Linked DNA regions of Mus musculus: regions 1, 2, 4 and 5 are each linked to region 3. A link is a contact called in public HiChIP or PLAC-seq and promoter capture Hi-C data. All regions are on one chromosome and are shown on one strand. The core of a region is the stretch at or near the end of the contact, and the rest is flanking DNA. Distances in the headings are between cores, read along the strand shown. Region 1 holds the start of 2700089I24Rik (RIKEN cDNA 2700089I24 gene). Region 2 holds the start of Emx2 (empty spiracles homeobox 2). Region 3 holds the start of Cacul1 (CDK2 associated, cullin domain 1). Region 4 overlaps Slc18a2 (solute carrier family 18 (vesicular monoamine), member 2). Region 5 has its middle 19 kb from the start of Gm33756.

The links. Promoter capture Hi-C pulls out the DNA fragments that hold promoters and counts their contacts. HiChIP or PLAC-seq counts read pairs in DNA pulled down with a chosen protein or histone mark.
Region 1: a contact with region 3 is called in a promoter capture Hi-C map of hippocampal neurons, with 2.3 times the contacts expected there. The contact joins the promoter of 2700089I24Rik here to the promoter of Cacul1 in region 3. A contact is called at or near these places in 1 of 39 promoter capture datasets (hippocampal neurons) and 1 of 115 datasets of contacts at active chromatin or transcription factors (large pre-B cells).
Region 2: a contact with region 3 is called in an H3K4me3 HiChIP or PLAC-seq map of forebrain, with 6 times the contacts expected there. The contact joins the promoter of Emx2 here to the promoter of Cacul1 in region 3. A contact is called at or near these places in 5 of 39 promoter capture datasets (the 3T3-L1 cell line, cranial neural crest, embryonic stem cells and 2 more), 2 of 484 Hi-C or Micro-C datasets (embryonic stem cells and granulosa cells), 9 of 115 datasets of contacts at active chromatin or transcription factors (embryonic limb bud, embryonic midbrain, embryonic stem cells and 3 more) and 2 of 9 other capture datasets (embryonic stem cells and embryonic trunk).
Region 4: a contact with region 3 is called in a promoter capture Hi-C map of hippocampal neurons, with 2.5 times the contacts expected there. The contact joins the enhancer-like site here to the promoter of Cacul1 in region 3. A contact is called at or near these places in 9 of 39 promoter capture datasets (the 3T3-L1 cell line, the C10 cell line, HPC-7-derived erythroid cells and 6 more) and 1 of 115 datasets of contacts at active chromatin or transcription factors (embryonic stem cells).
Region 5: a promoter capture Hi-C map of liver shows a contact between it and region 3, with 2.5 times the contacts expected there. The contact joins the enhancer-like site here to the promoter of Cacul1 in region 3. A contact is called at or near these places in 10 of 39 promoter capture datasets (the C10 cell line, the HPC-7 cell line, cranial neural crest and 6 more), 9 of 115 datasets of contacts at active chromatin or transcription factors (astrocytes, embryonic forebrain, embryonic stem cells and 4 more) and 1 of 9 other capture datasets (adipose tissue).

What each region holds. Positions count from the first base shown.
Region 1 is chr19:59,491,845-59,494,544 of GRCm38.p6, forward strand. 2700089I24Rik (RIKEN cDNA 2700089I24 gene) reads left to right here and starts at 1,292. Exons shown (of 5, transcript NR_045308.1): 1 at 1,292-1,418; 2 at 1,713-1,800.
Region 2 is chr19:59,457,375-59,460,074 of GRCm38.p6, forward strand. Emx2 (empty spiracles homeobox 2) reads left to right here and starts at 1,316. Exons shown (of 3, transcript NM_010132.2): 1 at 1,316-2,250. The coding sequence starts at 1,842. It also overlaps Emx2os.
Region 3 is chr19:60,579,625-60,582,324 of GRCm38.p6, forward strand. It overlaps Cacul1 (CDK2 associated, cullin domain 1), which reads right to left and starts at 1,399. Exons shown (of 9, transcript NM_030197.2): 1 at 704-1,399. The coding sequence starts at 1,094.
Region 4 is chr19:59,291,416-59,294,115 of GRCm38.p6, forward strand. It overlaps Slc18a2 (solute carrier family 18 (vesicular monoamine), member 2), which reads left to right. Exons shown (of 16, transcript NM_172523.3): 16 at 2,397-2,700. The coding sequence ends at 2,501. Among named protein-coding and RNA genes, the nearest start is that of Slc18a2, 32 kb to the left of the region's middle. Within about 2 kb of position 1,271, at least 6 of the 459 cell types and tissues checked have an H3K27ac peak or open chromatin away from gene starts, as enhancers often do. A contact at or near this core is called in hippocampal neurons, where this site is marked.
Region 5 is chr19:59,407,279-59,409,978 of GRCm38.p6, forward strand. No RefSeq gene overlaps it. Among named protein-coding and RNA genes, the nearest start is that of Gm33756, 19 kb to the left of the region's middle. Within about 2 kb of position 1,378, at least 6 of the 459 cell types and tissues checked have an H3K27ac peak or open chromatin away from gene starts, as enhancers often do. A contact at or near this core is called in liver, where this site is marked.

The DNA of each region.
Region 1 (2,700 bases), core at 42-2,541, 1.1 Mb before region 3:
CACATCCTGTCTCTGCTGTCACTTGGTGATATGGCTTGGTTGGCCTTGGCCTGTGTTTGCCAGTTCCTGGGGTTGTAAGAGATTTCATTGTGGTTGCTTCTAGACGGCTGTACATGTATGTGACTGGTCAGTGTGAGTTGGCTCTGGAGACTACAAGTAACTTCTGTGTCCATGAGTCTACATTTAGATCCTGAGGGTGTTTATACGTCCAGGGACACAGGTGATTACTTGGGCCCATTTGGTCATTTGGCCTGGCTCAATGGGTGACGTCTCACATCCTTACACTGACAGGCTAGGGATGTGGGTTTCACTGAAAGCCCATAGCTCCTGCAGCGTGGATGTTGTACTGTTCATCCTCCTCTTTCCACAGTGTCTGGGGTTCGCCCTGGATGCTTCAAGACTCCTCACCTATGAGGGCTCATAGCTGCTTTCTCCCAATAGCCTCTTAATAGCCCTTGAGGTCAGAGGTCAGTTGAACAGATGCTGCAGTGGATACTATACAGACAAATAATCTAAACTTGGCAAGATTTAAAGAGTGTCTTGAGGTTGCACTGGCTGGTACACAGTGGCAGGCCTACACTCTGCCTTCTGAGTCAGTCTAGTGCATTTTCTTCTGTTCTGCACAGATGGAGAATCATGAATATTCTAGAACACATCACCAGTTAAGCTGTATGGGAGGCTGCATGCCTGTACTTATCACTTTAATTTAGAAATATTAACTTTAAAAATCCTGTCAACTAACACATGTTCCCACACTGGTTTTCACACAACATTGGATAGAAAATGGCACCGATCATTTGTCCTCCTCTGACTTGCAGCCCTGGTGAAAGTGGACAGGAAGGCAGAGGAAATACCTTAGCCCAAGGTGTTTGAGATGGACAACTTCTTTAGTCAAGAGTCAGAAGTATTTACAACAGGAAATCTTTGTCAAAGACTTTCTAATGGTTCCCCAAGATGCAATAAAGGCACGTTAGCCTGGAGCATTGCTCTTCAGAGGCTGGGCTGCCAGCCTCTGACTGGGCGCCTGCACATTCCTGGGAGCAGCAGAGTCTGATCTTCTGACTGGGAGGGTGGGAACAACGGACACCCAGCGTTGTCAGGCTTTGGCAAGAGGGAGATTTATACCTGTGCCTTGCTCTATGCTGGCCTCTCTGCTCTGGGATGGAACAGCTGTTATGTTTGATCATCTTTCAAGAAAGACAAAGCTCCTATCGGGCAGACACACCCACCGTCTGCTTCCCCACCCCTGCACTCTTGGAGTGACTTCCCTGCTTGCTTCCAGCCTACGGTTAGAGTGTAAACAGCTCAGATGAGAGTCTGCCTATTAGGCACTTAAAACAATATTGAGACTGAAGATCTTGTGCCTTTCTTCCAACACAATTCATTGATTCTGCAGTGGAAGTGATTTTATTGATTAGGTAAGTGTTGGAGGTAGTAGGTGTGGGTCAGAGCATCTTCAGCTACCCTGGGCATGTGAATAAATTGCAGGTGGTACTGGAGGTGGAACCCAGGGCCTCATGCATGCTAGGCAAGCATTCTTCTACCACTGGGTTACATCCTACCCCTCATTTGGATGCTAAGGTGATACTCTATAGGAAGCTGTGGATGGACTGTAGTAAAGTGTTCATACAAAAGATCTGTAGCCCTGCCTGGAACTTGGTATATTTCCCCATGTCATGACCCCTTCTGACCCACTCTGTCCCATTTAACAGGTAGTCTTTCCTTCTCAAGTCAAGGGAGACAAGCTCAAGGAAGAGATAAAGTCAAGCAAGCTTGACCCACACTCCTGTGCTTCACAGGGTAGGTACACAAACCGCATCAAGAGTCAAGAGGACCCGTAGGCAGGACATGTTAACTTTGGCCAGTGGGACAGTATGGCCCCACCTAAGATTGTTTGAATGGCTCTGGGTGAGCAGGAGATAGGGTCTTCTAAGTAGCAGAAAGAGTGATGCCCAGCAGGGGGAACTCAGAGAAACCCAGATAAAATCCCTCCAAAGGGAGAGAGTGAACTTTGGACATCCATGATAGTCAAGTCCAGCTCTCAATTATATCTGAATTCTTTTTGGAAGATAAAGGGTGGAGAAGATAACTTATCCTAAAGGCTTTGTAGTGGAGAGCAGGATACACAAAGTTGGGAAATAGAGAGGCCTATGGTCCCTATTCCATGCAGGCTGACCTCCCTCTGCCTGAGGCTAGCCCAACCTGGGGAGACCCTGGTATGTGTGAAGATTGGAACACTAAGTGCTGGAGCTGACAAGAGAATACAAGCTATTGGTTGGTGAAGGGTAATAAGGAAGGTTGTGGGAAGCATCTGAGATTTTTCTTCCCAGGGCAGAAAAAGAACAATCCACAGGTCTGTTATGATGATTGGGGTTGAAGGAGGGATGCTGGACAAAGTTGTTCAGTAGAATACAAGCATACTAGTATTAATGGATGGAAATTCTCTTCTATGGCTATGCGTGAACATCAGAGACTTCTGTTAGTACAGATAGACAAGGAAATAGTCACACGAGCCATGGCTGTATCCAGATAGAAAGACCATCTTTCTTGAGCGCCATTATTACATATACTTTGGGCCAGATATTTTTACATACTTGAGTTTAATCTTAAAAAATAGAGGTAAGTACAATTCCTGTCCTGCACAAGTTTCTAAGTTCTTGGTTTAATGATGACCACAGATAGCCTGCAGATTGGTTAATC
Region 2 (2,700 bases), core at 66-2,565, 1.1 Mb before region 3:
GTGTGGGGGGGGGGAGGCGGCTGATGAATAGATAATAGATCTTTAACCACCAATAAACAGAGAGCAGCGCCAGCAGGCTGGGGGGATGTGATCATAATTATGCCTCAGCGTGAGCCAATGGGGACGAGAGAAGTCGGCCCTAAAATCATCCCAAAACCGAAGGCAAGCTCGAAAATGCGGACAGGGCCTAGGACCGGAGACACAATCCTAAGTGCCAGGTTGCGAAACCTGGATTTGTAGAGCAACCCAGCCCTGGGACAACAGATGTCAGAATAAAAATAGGTACAGTAATAATAGCAATAATGGGAACAGTGTCAACGCCACTAAGGACAATGGAACGATAACACAGTCATAACTTCAGCTTCTGACCTAGGACCCAAGACTCCTTTCCCAAATAACCCCACATTTCCCAGAAAGAGCTGTTTTGGGGACAGAAGTGACCACCCTCCAGAAAGGATAAGCAGAAACTCTTGGGTGCAAGCTGGAAGTCCACTGCCACGGTACAGGCGCAGCTGGCCCCTCAGGTTTGAACTTAAAAAAACGAACCAGCCGGGTCAAAGACTGCAAACGCGTGGACCCTGGAACCTCGAAGCTACGCTTGGTTGGAGGGGTGGGAGGACCCCCCCCCTCGAGCGCCTAGGAAACCTCGGGAGTTTTGCTGGGGGTGGGGATTGGTAGGAGTGAAGCGGGTTAGCCCTTGCCCGGAACCAGTCCCCGCCCGCTTACCCTCGCCGGGCGCCCGAAGCCATCTCAGTGACCCGGGCGCGGGCCTCCAGGGGACAACCGCAGCGGAGCTTAGGGTGTGAAGAAATCTGCGTGTCCGTCCGTGATTCAGTCCCATCAGCTCCAGCGCCGCAGGCTTAGGATCCAGGGGTCCGCAGCAAAGGCAGCGCAGCCCCGAGACTCTGCAGGGACCCGGGTGCCCCGGTGGGAGTGGTGTGGGTGCAGTAGGAGGCGGTGGCTGAGGGGGAGGAGGAGGGGGAAAGAGGAGGAGGAGGAAGAGGAGGAGGAGAGGAACGAGGAAGAGGAGGAGAAGAGGGAAGCGGAGGAGGCGAAGGAGGAGGAGAGAAGCCGCAGCGGGCGCCGCAGGAGCGAGGGAGCTAGCCCGGAGCGCAGGGCGAAGACACCAAGAGGTCGGCGGCCGGGCGGGCGGCTGGAGGCACAGCCGGGGCAGTAGCGCCGACTCCGTTCCATTCTGGGCCCGGATCCAGGCCTCCGGGTTCCCAGGCGTTCGCCTCCCTCTGACGCACTTTAAAGAGTCTCCCCCCTTCCACCTCAGGGCGAGTAATAGCGACCAATCATCAAGCCATTTACCAGGCTTCGGAGGAAGCTGTTTATGTGATCCCCGCACTAATTAGGCTCATGAACTAACAAATCGTTTGCACTACTAGTGAAGAAGCGAACACTTCCATGGATTGTCCTTGGACTTAGGGCGCCCTGCCCGCCTTTTGCAAAGGAGAGAAAACTTTTTTTTTGCCTCCCCGAAAACCCCCTCCCTGCCTCTAACTCCAATCTCCCCCCCCCCCACGCCACCTCGCTCAAAAAAATATTACCCCAATCCACGCCTGCAAATTCTTCTGGAAGGATTTTCCCCCCTCTCTCCAGGTTGGGCGCGTTTGGTGCAAGATTCTCGGGATCTTCGGCTTTGCCTCTCCTCCCCCTCCCCCTCCTTTCCTTTTTCCTTTCCTTTCTTCCTTCCTTCCTTTCCTTACCCCCACCCCCACCCCAAACAAACGAGTCCCCCATTCTCCTCGGTCCTCGCCGCGGGCAGCGGGCGGCGGAGGCAGCGCGCCGCGGTCGCCGGGAGCAGGGAGCCCAGCGCGCCCGCTCCTCGGCGCAGCATGTTTCAGCCGGCGCCCAAGCGCTGCTTCACCATCGAGTCGCTGGTGGCCAAGGACAGTCCCCTGCCTGCCTCGCGCTCCGAGGATCCCATCCGTCCCGCGGCACTCAGCTACGCCAATTCCAGTCCCATAAATCCGTTCCTCAACGGCTTCCACTCGGCCGCCGCCGCCGCCGCCGCCGGCAGGGGCGTCTACTCCAACCCGGACTTGGTGTTCGCCGAGGCGGTCTCGCACCCGCCCAACCCCGCCGTGCCGGTGCACCCGGTGCCGCCGCCGCACGCCCTGGCCGCCCACCCCCTGCCCTCCTCGCATTCGCCACACCCCCTCTTCGCCTCGCAGCAGCGGGACCCGTCCACCTTCTACCCCTGGCTCATCCACCGCTACCGATATCTGGGTCATCGCTTCCAAGGTACGTGCCACGTCGCGGAACTGAAGCACGCCGCTCCGGTCGCCTCCTTCATTGCGCCCGGCCTGCTCCGGGTGGGCGCTCCTCGAGGCCTGGACGGGCGGAGGTCAGCCCGGGTTCTTGGTTCTGAAACTGGGCAGCTAGGGGCCCGAGAGGCTTTGGTCCCCAGTCTCTGAAGCTCGTTTGGGTTACTGGCTTGCCCACTCCTTGACCCTTTGTAAAAGGGTGCAAACGAGGTGTCCCGTGGTTCGGGCCGGGGTCGGGCTGGCTGGGACACGATGCTGGGCGACGAAGCCCGCTGTCAAGAAGCTCTGAGCCCGCGAGGTCTTTGAATCCTGTTTCCCTGGACCGTGTTCCCGGCCGGTCTATCACTCAGGGACTCGGACAGGGCCACATGGCCAGGTTCACTGGACTTCAACTCTGCTCTACACTCACTCTATGTCCCCCCAGCCC
Region 3 (2,700 bases), core at 149-2,648:
GGAAGCACACTGCCTGATTGTGAACATTTTGGGGTCAGTTTTTATCTTCTATCTGCAAGTGAATTTCAAGGCAGACCGCTAAAAAGTTCAACCTGCGGTAGGATCCTGGTTACAGTCACTTGCTGAACCGCTTCTCTGGAACGTGATTTTACACATCAACTTCAAAGACTTGTAGCAGTTCCCACTACATAGTAGAAGTAACTAAGAATTCCCTGACAGGATGCAAAAACTCACAGAGAACAAAGAGTTGCTAGAGACCAACGTTCAGAAGCCCGATTTGCTAAAAGTACAGCGGCAAAGAATACAAGAACACATTTCTTTGCTCTCTGGTTGAAAAAAAAAGACGAAAGGCCTCTAACGAAATTCAAGACCGCCTTACTTTTCCCTCTCGCTCTGTAAGGTGAAACTTTGAAGGGGACACCCTAGAGAAGAGCTTACTAATGTTGAGAGATGATCAGGAGTATTAAAGATCTTTTCTAAAGCATAAGCTGAGGCTGCGCAGGTGTAACAGGCAACACTGGCTGGCTGGCCGGATACTGGCCGCAGACACCGAATCAGGGTGGGAGGGTTAAGAGAAGGAAAGAGAACTAAGCCTGGAACAAAGGAAGTGGAGTTACTCTCAGGGCGGGGGGATTCCACGAGCTGGTGTGGAGAAGCCTGGCTGGGGGGTGGGGGTGGGGTCGTGGAGGAGGGACAGACTCACGGAACTTGGAGGTGGAGGTGTTGATGTTGATAGTGGAGCTGGAGGTGGGGGCAGGGGCCGTCTTGGCCACCGCGGCGGCTGCGTCGCAGCTCTTCAACATCATGATCACCCCGTTTGGTTCCGGCAAGGGCGGAGGCCCCATCGGGAGCCCTTCCTTAGGACCCTTCCTCTCCATGGAGCCCGCGTGCACAGCCAGCAGCTGTCCCCCCGGGAGTTCTCGGCCTGGATCCGGGATGGACGACGAGGGCCGCGGCGGCGGCGGCGGGGGCAGCGGCGGGGCCGGCGGAGGCTGGCGGAAACTGTCCGCGGCGGCCTCCCAGTTGTTGTGATTCTGGTCGTCCATCATTGCCTCGTAGGTGAGCATTTCCTCCTCCTCCATGCTCTCCTCCATCCCGCCGGGCCGCGGCTTCCCAGGCACCTGCCCGCCCACCTCAGCCCCCGGGCCTGGGAGCGCAGAAGCCGCCTCGAGTTCACATCGCCCGGAGCCCTCGCGGGTGCGGCGGAAAATCCAGTGGCGCACCGAGCGCTTTCGCCCTCCGTCAAGACGACTCCGCCGGAGGAACCGCTGACTGAGGTGGGCACTCCCGGGGTCTGGTTCTGAGAGGCAGCCGCAAAGGGCTGACGTCCCTCACGACATTTTACAGCAGTTTCTTCTGGCCTTTGGAAAGGGCTCTGGGGGAGCGGCCAGGAAGGCACGTGATGCGAGGGACGGCCTGGAGAAAGCTGGGCGAAAAGGGGGCGGGAGCTATGAGTCACCTCAAGGCGAATGCACCCAGCGGCGCGATTCCCTCTCCCTCCCCTCCCCACTCCCCCCTCCCCATCAGTTTAGACCAGGTGTCCAGACCCGGATTCGCTGGCCCCGCCCCCGGCCGACATTACGTGATAAAGGACTTTGGTCTGCGCACGCGCATTCTCTAACTTGTTGCCACAACTAGTCTGGGTGTGCCCGAGAGTGGACCCAAAAACGGCGCACCAACGCTCTTATGTTTAACAGCCCCCTTCCCTTTTCTTTTTTAGTCTTTTCGTCTTTTCTTTTTTCTTTTTGTACTCCAAACTGGGCTCCAACTAACTCCAAGCAGTCCTCTTTCCTCAGCCTTCTGAGTGTCCCTTCATACCCCATGCTGGCTAACCTTTCCATAGTGAGGGTCCCCCACCGACACAGGCTTTTTGCCACCCAGACCTTGACCTCGCAGCCTGAGCCTTTGCTTGGGGAATGAAAGGACAGTGTGGCAGTAGGCCCTGGGTACAGACTCCAAAGGGTAGACTGTTGGTGTGTGCCGTTTTTTAGCCCTAGGTATCCCAAACTAAGAAGGACAGAATATTGATTCAGAAATTGCACAATATACATTCCTTCCCAGAGTATGTGAAACATTTACAAAAGATAAACATACTGTGTCTCTAAGCAAGTGTCTCTGCATGTCTGAGGACTGACATAACCACATTCTCTGACCACTGTGCAGTTAGAAACTATTAGGGTTCTCTAGAGTCACAGAACTTATGGAATGTCTCTATGTATTAAGAGAAATTATTGGGATGAATGACAGTCTGCAGTCCAGCTAACTTAGCAATGGCCAGCTGTGATGGGGAGCTCTAAGAATCTAAGTAGTTGCTCAATCCCACCAGGCTAAGTCAGCTGGTCTTCTGTATAAACTAGAATCCTGAAGAAATAGGTTCCAACAGATGTGTTGGCAAGTGCAAGCAGGCAAAGAATGAATGCTTTTTCCATTGTCCTTATGTAGACCTCCAGCAGAAGGTGCGGCCCAGATTAAAGATGTGTACCACCATGCCTGGACCTAAGCTTTTGTTTAATGGAACTTGCTCTGTCTCAGGCTGGGCTTGAACTCAGAGATATGCTTGCCTCTGTCTCCTGGGATTAAATGTGTATACCATCTTGTCTGGGCCTAAGCTTTTCCTGGGCACTGTGCCTCAAGTTCTAGATCAAAAGTGTGTGTCATCCCATGTCAAGACCTGGGTGTCTTCCAGCTTCAAGATCGGGA
Region 4 (2,700 bases), core at 21-2,520, 1.3 Mb before region 3:
CCCTGCAAGGCAAAGTTTCTTTACCCATTATGCTATCTCCCTAATCCCCGTGTAGCTTTTAAAGACAGGGTCTCACTCTAGATTGCTGGACTCAAACTCTGAGACGTATCTGCCTTTCCATCCTGAGTGCTAACATGAAAGGTGTGCCCTATCACACACAACAATTCTCAGAACAGTTTTTATCTAGTCCACATTCTATGTCCAGTCCAGCAGTTAAGATTAGCTATAGAAGTGTAATAGTGGAAGAATGGAGAGATGCCCTTCAAAGTGGCCGTGCTGCCTGTGGGCCAAGTTCAGGTCAAGGATCATGCCTTTTCCTGGTTTTGGTGGTGCTTTCCAACTGCTGTCTCTATTGCCTCCTAACATGAACTCTGGTAGCTGTTAGTCTAGTGTGTTTTACCTACTGCTCTCCATAATCTATGATTTGCCTATTCAAACCTGTCTTCAAACTGTCCCATCTTTCAGGGTTCACCTAAAGCTCTCATTTTATCTGTAGACTTTTGCTAACCCTCAACCTCAACTGAGTCTTCCACCTGTGGCCCTGAGGGGACATGACCATACCTTTGGAGTATGTCAGCTGATGGCTGCTATAATCTTAATATATTGTAACTAAGGCAGTGTTTCTGGAAGTTGTTGATAGCACTGTTGCTGTGAAGGTAGTTACCTGGGATTTCATTTTTAATCAGCTCTACTCTACCCCCAGCCCATCTCCCCAGTGTTCTCTGGGCACATTTCCTTAAGAATCACTAATCTGGGGAGATTACCTTTCTGCTTCAATGGCTAAATCTTTGTATAACGCAGGGAGAATGGTTCAGGTGTATAATCTGTTGCCTCAACTATTTTAATAATCAAATCTTTTAAGTACAACTATCAATTCACTCAGTACGCAGCATAATTGGAAAGGGAGTTTGAGATGACTGTCTGACTTGGGTCACTGTCCTTATCTTGTGCCACACAGCAGATCATTTGAGAATCTCTTGGGAAATGATAAAAGGGTTGAACACTGACTGAGTCTTATCACATATGGAGGACTAGAGCTGAGAATAACTAGCAGACATCAAGACAGACTGCCACAGGCAGTATTAGAACATTTTAATCTGCTCAGATTTGCAGACTGCACAGAAAGAAAGAAAAAACTTGCTGGGAATGGTTTCTTATGAAGGAGGGAAACTGCCCAGACACACCAGATAATTTGGCTTGCACATGCCTCCCACTGCACTTCTCCAGCTGCTCTGGGCTGTGTAAAAAGTGCAGTCTGTCCTGAGGCTGCCTGGGTTTCTTCCTCTGCACGTAATGCACACGGTTAACTCTCTGTACTCGCCAGTTCTAGCTCTGTAGACTCAACCACTGAATCCAAACTAAAAGCTATTTTGTACAGTTCTTTATCATTCCCTAGCTACAGTGCACATTTCTATTATGTTCAGTACTGCAAGTGATCTAAAGCTGATTTGAAATAAACACAGATATATGTTCTATGCAGATAGACTATTCTACATAAAGGACTTAACCATCCGCAGATTTCGGTGGCCAGGGTATATAGCCCTTGGTCAAGTTCTTTTTAAATTTTTATTTCCCTACACGTCTGTGTTAGTCAGGTTCCTTAGAACTGGAGTTACAGACACTTGTGAGCTGCTATGTGAATCTGGGTCCACTGGAAGGGGAGCCAAAGCTCTTAACCACCAACCCAGATCCCCAGCTCTCCTTGATCAAGTTCTTTAAGCCTCTACCCATTCTCAACTTCTCATCTAGACTCATTGTGAAAGCTAAAGCTTTAGTCTCTGAAATGAAAGCATCATTTTTTTCTTTTTTTATTTTGCAGTCACACTTAGTTTTGGTTTAATTTTCAAAAATAGAAAGGGCAGAGGAACTTTATTGTACATTTGTGCTATAAAGTAGGATCTAAAAAGGGAGATATCGAAATATCACATTTGTAAGCAGAATGTGGTCTTAACATATTGTAAAATAGTCTGGCTCTCACCAGAGCAAGGTCCATGACTGGAACTAGTGAAGTGGATCCCTATACTTCCAACAAGAGCTCTCTTCAAACATCATTAAGTTCCCTGTTGTGGCAGTCTATAAAGTGGAAATTGGATGTAATGAGGTCCACAGGCCCTCCCCATACAAAATTTTCAGTTTAACTTTTCTAAAACCTAACCTACCTTTGAGTCAAAAAACTCAATTTCTATCTCCAACAGGTACAAGGAAAACATTCTAGATGTTTTACTTCTTGCCTGAAACTCTCCACTGCGTGGAGGACCACAGACCTTCAGGGTCAAGACATTCGATGGCTTCGAATGACTATTATACAGCTTTCAGAACAGTAATCCTTAACAGTAGGTTAAAACCTCTTTATCTTTATAAAACAAGAAGTTAATGTACTTGCATTTTGCTTCCAGGCTATCCTCATGGACCACAACTGCCCCATTAAGACAAAGATGTACACTCAGAATAATGTCCAGCCGTACCCCGTCGGTGATGATGAAGAATCTGAGAGTGACTGAGCCCCTCTAACGTTGCCCAATGTTTAACTGTGTACATGTGTCTCCAGTGAGATGACTTAAGAGCTGTCTTAGTCACGCCATCCATTGCTGGCATAGAGTAAAACAACCAAAGGTGATACTTTCTTTTTCATGGTTATGATCGACTGCCAACAGCCTTATAAAGAAAAAGCAACTTTTCTAGGGGTTTGTATAAATAGTG
Region 5 (2,700 bases), core at 128-2,627, 1.2 Mb before region 3:
TGAACACATTTTCTCCCTCAGTTCCCCCTTTACCACCCTTTCAGCTCTTCTGTTGCTTCCTACCTGACTTTAAGATTATTTTTTTCTTCTCCTTTCCCCGCTGAGTCCAGCTTGTGTCCCATATACAAGCTCGTGTTATGTATTGTTGTGTTGTCGAGTAGGACAATAGCTGGGATGTATCATTAGATTTTTGAAAAGCAAATTTCAAGATAATATGTACTATAGTTTTGTCTGGAGGGATGGGAAGCTGATAGGTGAATGCCTATTTATAAGCGCCCCAGACAAAACAAGAAACAGAAAAAAAAACTCACACCAATGATACATAATGACCCAATAATCCTCAGAAGGGTAGGACCAGAAGAGGGGAAAACCATAGACTCATTATATATATGTATACTTACCAATATAACACTTCAAGCGCTATGTTTTTTTAAATATCTATGCAATAAAGTGGGAGAGAGAACCCTAACTTGTTGAGGGGGTGGGGAGCTGCTGTTCTAAGCAATGGGGAGTATGTTCTGGGGCTCTGTGGATGCATGTTGCTTTTTAGGGGTCAAAACAGGACACTCCACTCCCAGACTCTCTGCCTGCCTCTTCTCCACTTGGTGTGTTCCTTCATAAGCCACCCTTGTGTTATGAGGACCTTGGTCATTGGGTTACAGGCCCCTGAGTCTGGAGTGCCTGGTCTGCTTGATTGTGCCTGCCCAAACCCTCTTAGCAATGAGACCAAGTTGTAATTGAAAGCTTCAACTCAGGGGATTAGAATTGCACTTTCTCCTCATAGGTTTATTCTGGAGCTGCCCTGGACCACAAGACCCTAAGCTTATACTAGATTCCATAGCTCTAACCACTGTGAACCAAAGAATCCCATTTCTCCCTAATTTATTAGCTTTGCATTGATCTACTGCCCTTCAGTGCAGGGCCTGACAAACATACACTGTTTTCCTACTGACTCCCAGCCAGGTATGTGGTGGGAAGCCTGGCCAGCTGGCAATGAGCTCACCTGGGCCAGGGAGGCTGGTGGGGATGCAGCCAAGGTTTCCCCTTCGATTTCTTCTTTGCCTGGTCATGGGGTTTGTTGGCAAAGAGATGGATGATGGCCTAGTTCTGCAGCTCAGAAGCCCATGACTATCTACCTCTCTGCCCCTGGCTCTGTATCTGGTTTCTGTATCCTTTTCAACACTCGTGTGTGTGTGTGTGTGTGTGTGTGTGTGTGTGTGTGTGTGCACTCTTATGTGCATATTCATGCATGCACATGTGTGTGTGTGCAAGTACACATATGTGGGAGCATTTGGAAGCCAGAGGTCAACCTTGGGCGCTATTCCTAAGAAGCCCAGGAGCTATTAACCTTGCTGTAGTTTGTTTGCTTTGGAGACAGTGTCTCTTACTGGGACTTGGGGCTTACCAACTAAGCTAGGCTGGCTGGCTACTGATCTGCCTGACTCTGCCTCCCCACTCTGGAATTACAAATGCAGATCACTAAGCCTGGATTGTTGTACAGTTTCTGGGGACTGAACTCAGGACCTCATGTTTGCTGACTATGGTGGTAGCAGGGACTCGGTGTCTACCAATTTCACCAGCCAGCAAAGCCAGCACCAAACTTTCCTCCTGGATGCTGCATCAGTCCCTTGTTGTGTCTCAGGGCTGTGTCATTTGCTAGGACTTCTGGAACAGTGTTACAGATTAGGTATCTAAACAGCAGGCTTCTGCTTTTGTTTGTTTGCTTGCTTGTTTGTTTGTTTGTTTTTTGAAGTATGAGGTCAAGGTCAGTAAGACTCCTTCCTTTCACAGAATTTGCTGGTGAAGGAGAGTGGGTCTCTTGCCCACTTCCAACCTCTGGCAGCATCTGGCATTTATTGGCATTGCCTATCTCTGCCTCCTGATGCGTTTTCCCTGTGTGAGTGCCTGTCACACTTTAGAGGCCCAATCCTATTGAGTTTGGGTCCCTACTGCTTCCAGACAACTTTGTCTCACCTGAGCATGTCTGTTGTGACTTTGCTTCTGAATAAGTTTGCTCCTTTGGAGTCCAGGTTTAGGGAAATAAAGTTGGTTTTAGAGTTATATAAGATGAATGAACTTAGTAGGTCCAAAGGAGAGAATGTCAGACAGGCTCACTTGATTCACAAGGTCAACGACTTGCCCAAAGACCGAGGTGGTCAGAAATGTGTGTGTGTGTGTGTGTGTGTGTGTGAGAGAGAGAGAGAGAGAGAGAGAGAGAGAGAGAGAGGTGGGGGGAGAGAAGACGGGGAGTACCAAGAAATGGGAGATTCTACCTTTTCTAAAGCTCAGTCAAGCTTAGCCTTCCTCTGCCCTTGACCGTAATTACCCACAGGGAGAGATTAGACCAGCCTGTGCTTCAGGGCTGTCTAGTCAGGTCATCTTATGTAGGATGGGGGATGCTTCTGTGGTTATCATCACCCTCTTCATCCAATGAACCTTCTGTTACAGTTAACTTCTACTGTCAACTTGACAGAGCTTAGAATTAGCATGGACACACACTTCCGCGTGTGCCTAAGAGAGTGTTTCCATACATGTTTAACGCAGCAGGGAAGGCCCACCTTGAATGTGGGCAGCTCCATCTCAAGCTCTGGGATCCTGAATTTAATAAAAGGGAGAGAGCTGGACACCAGCACTCACCCATCTCTGCTTCCTGACAATGGGTATAACACGGCCAGCCGCCTCAAGCTGCTGCTGTCCATG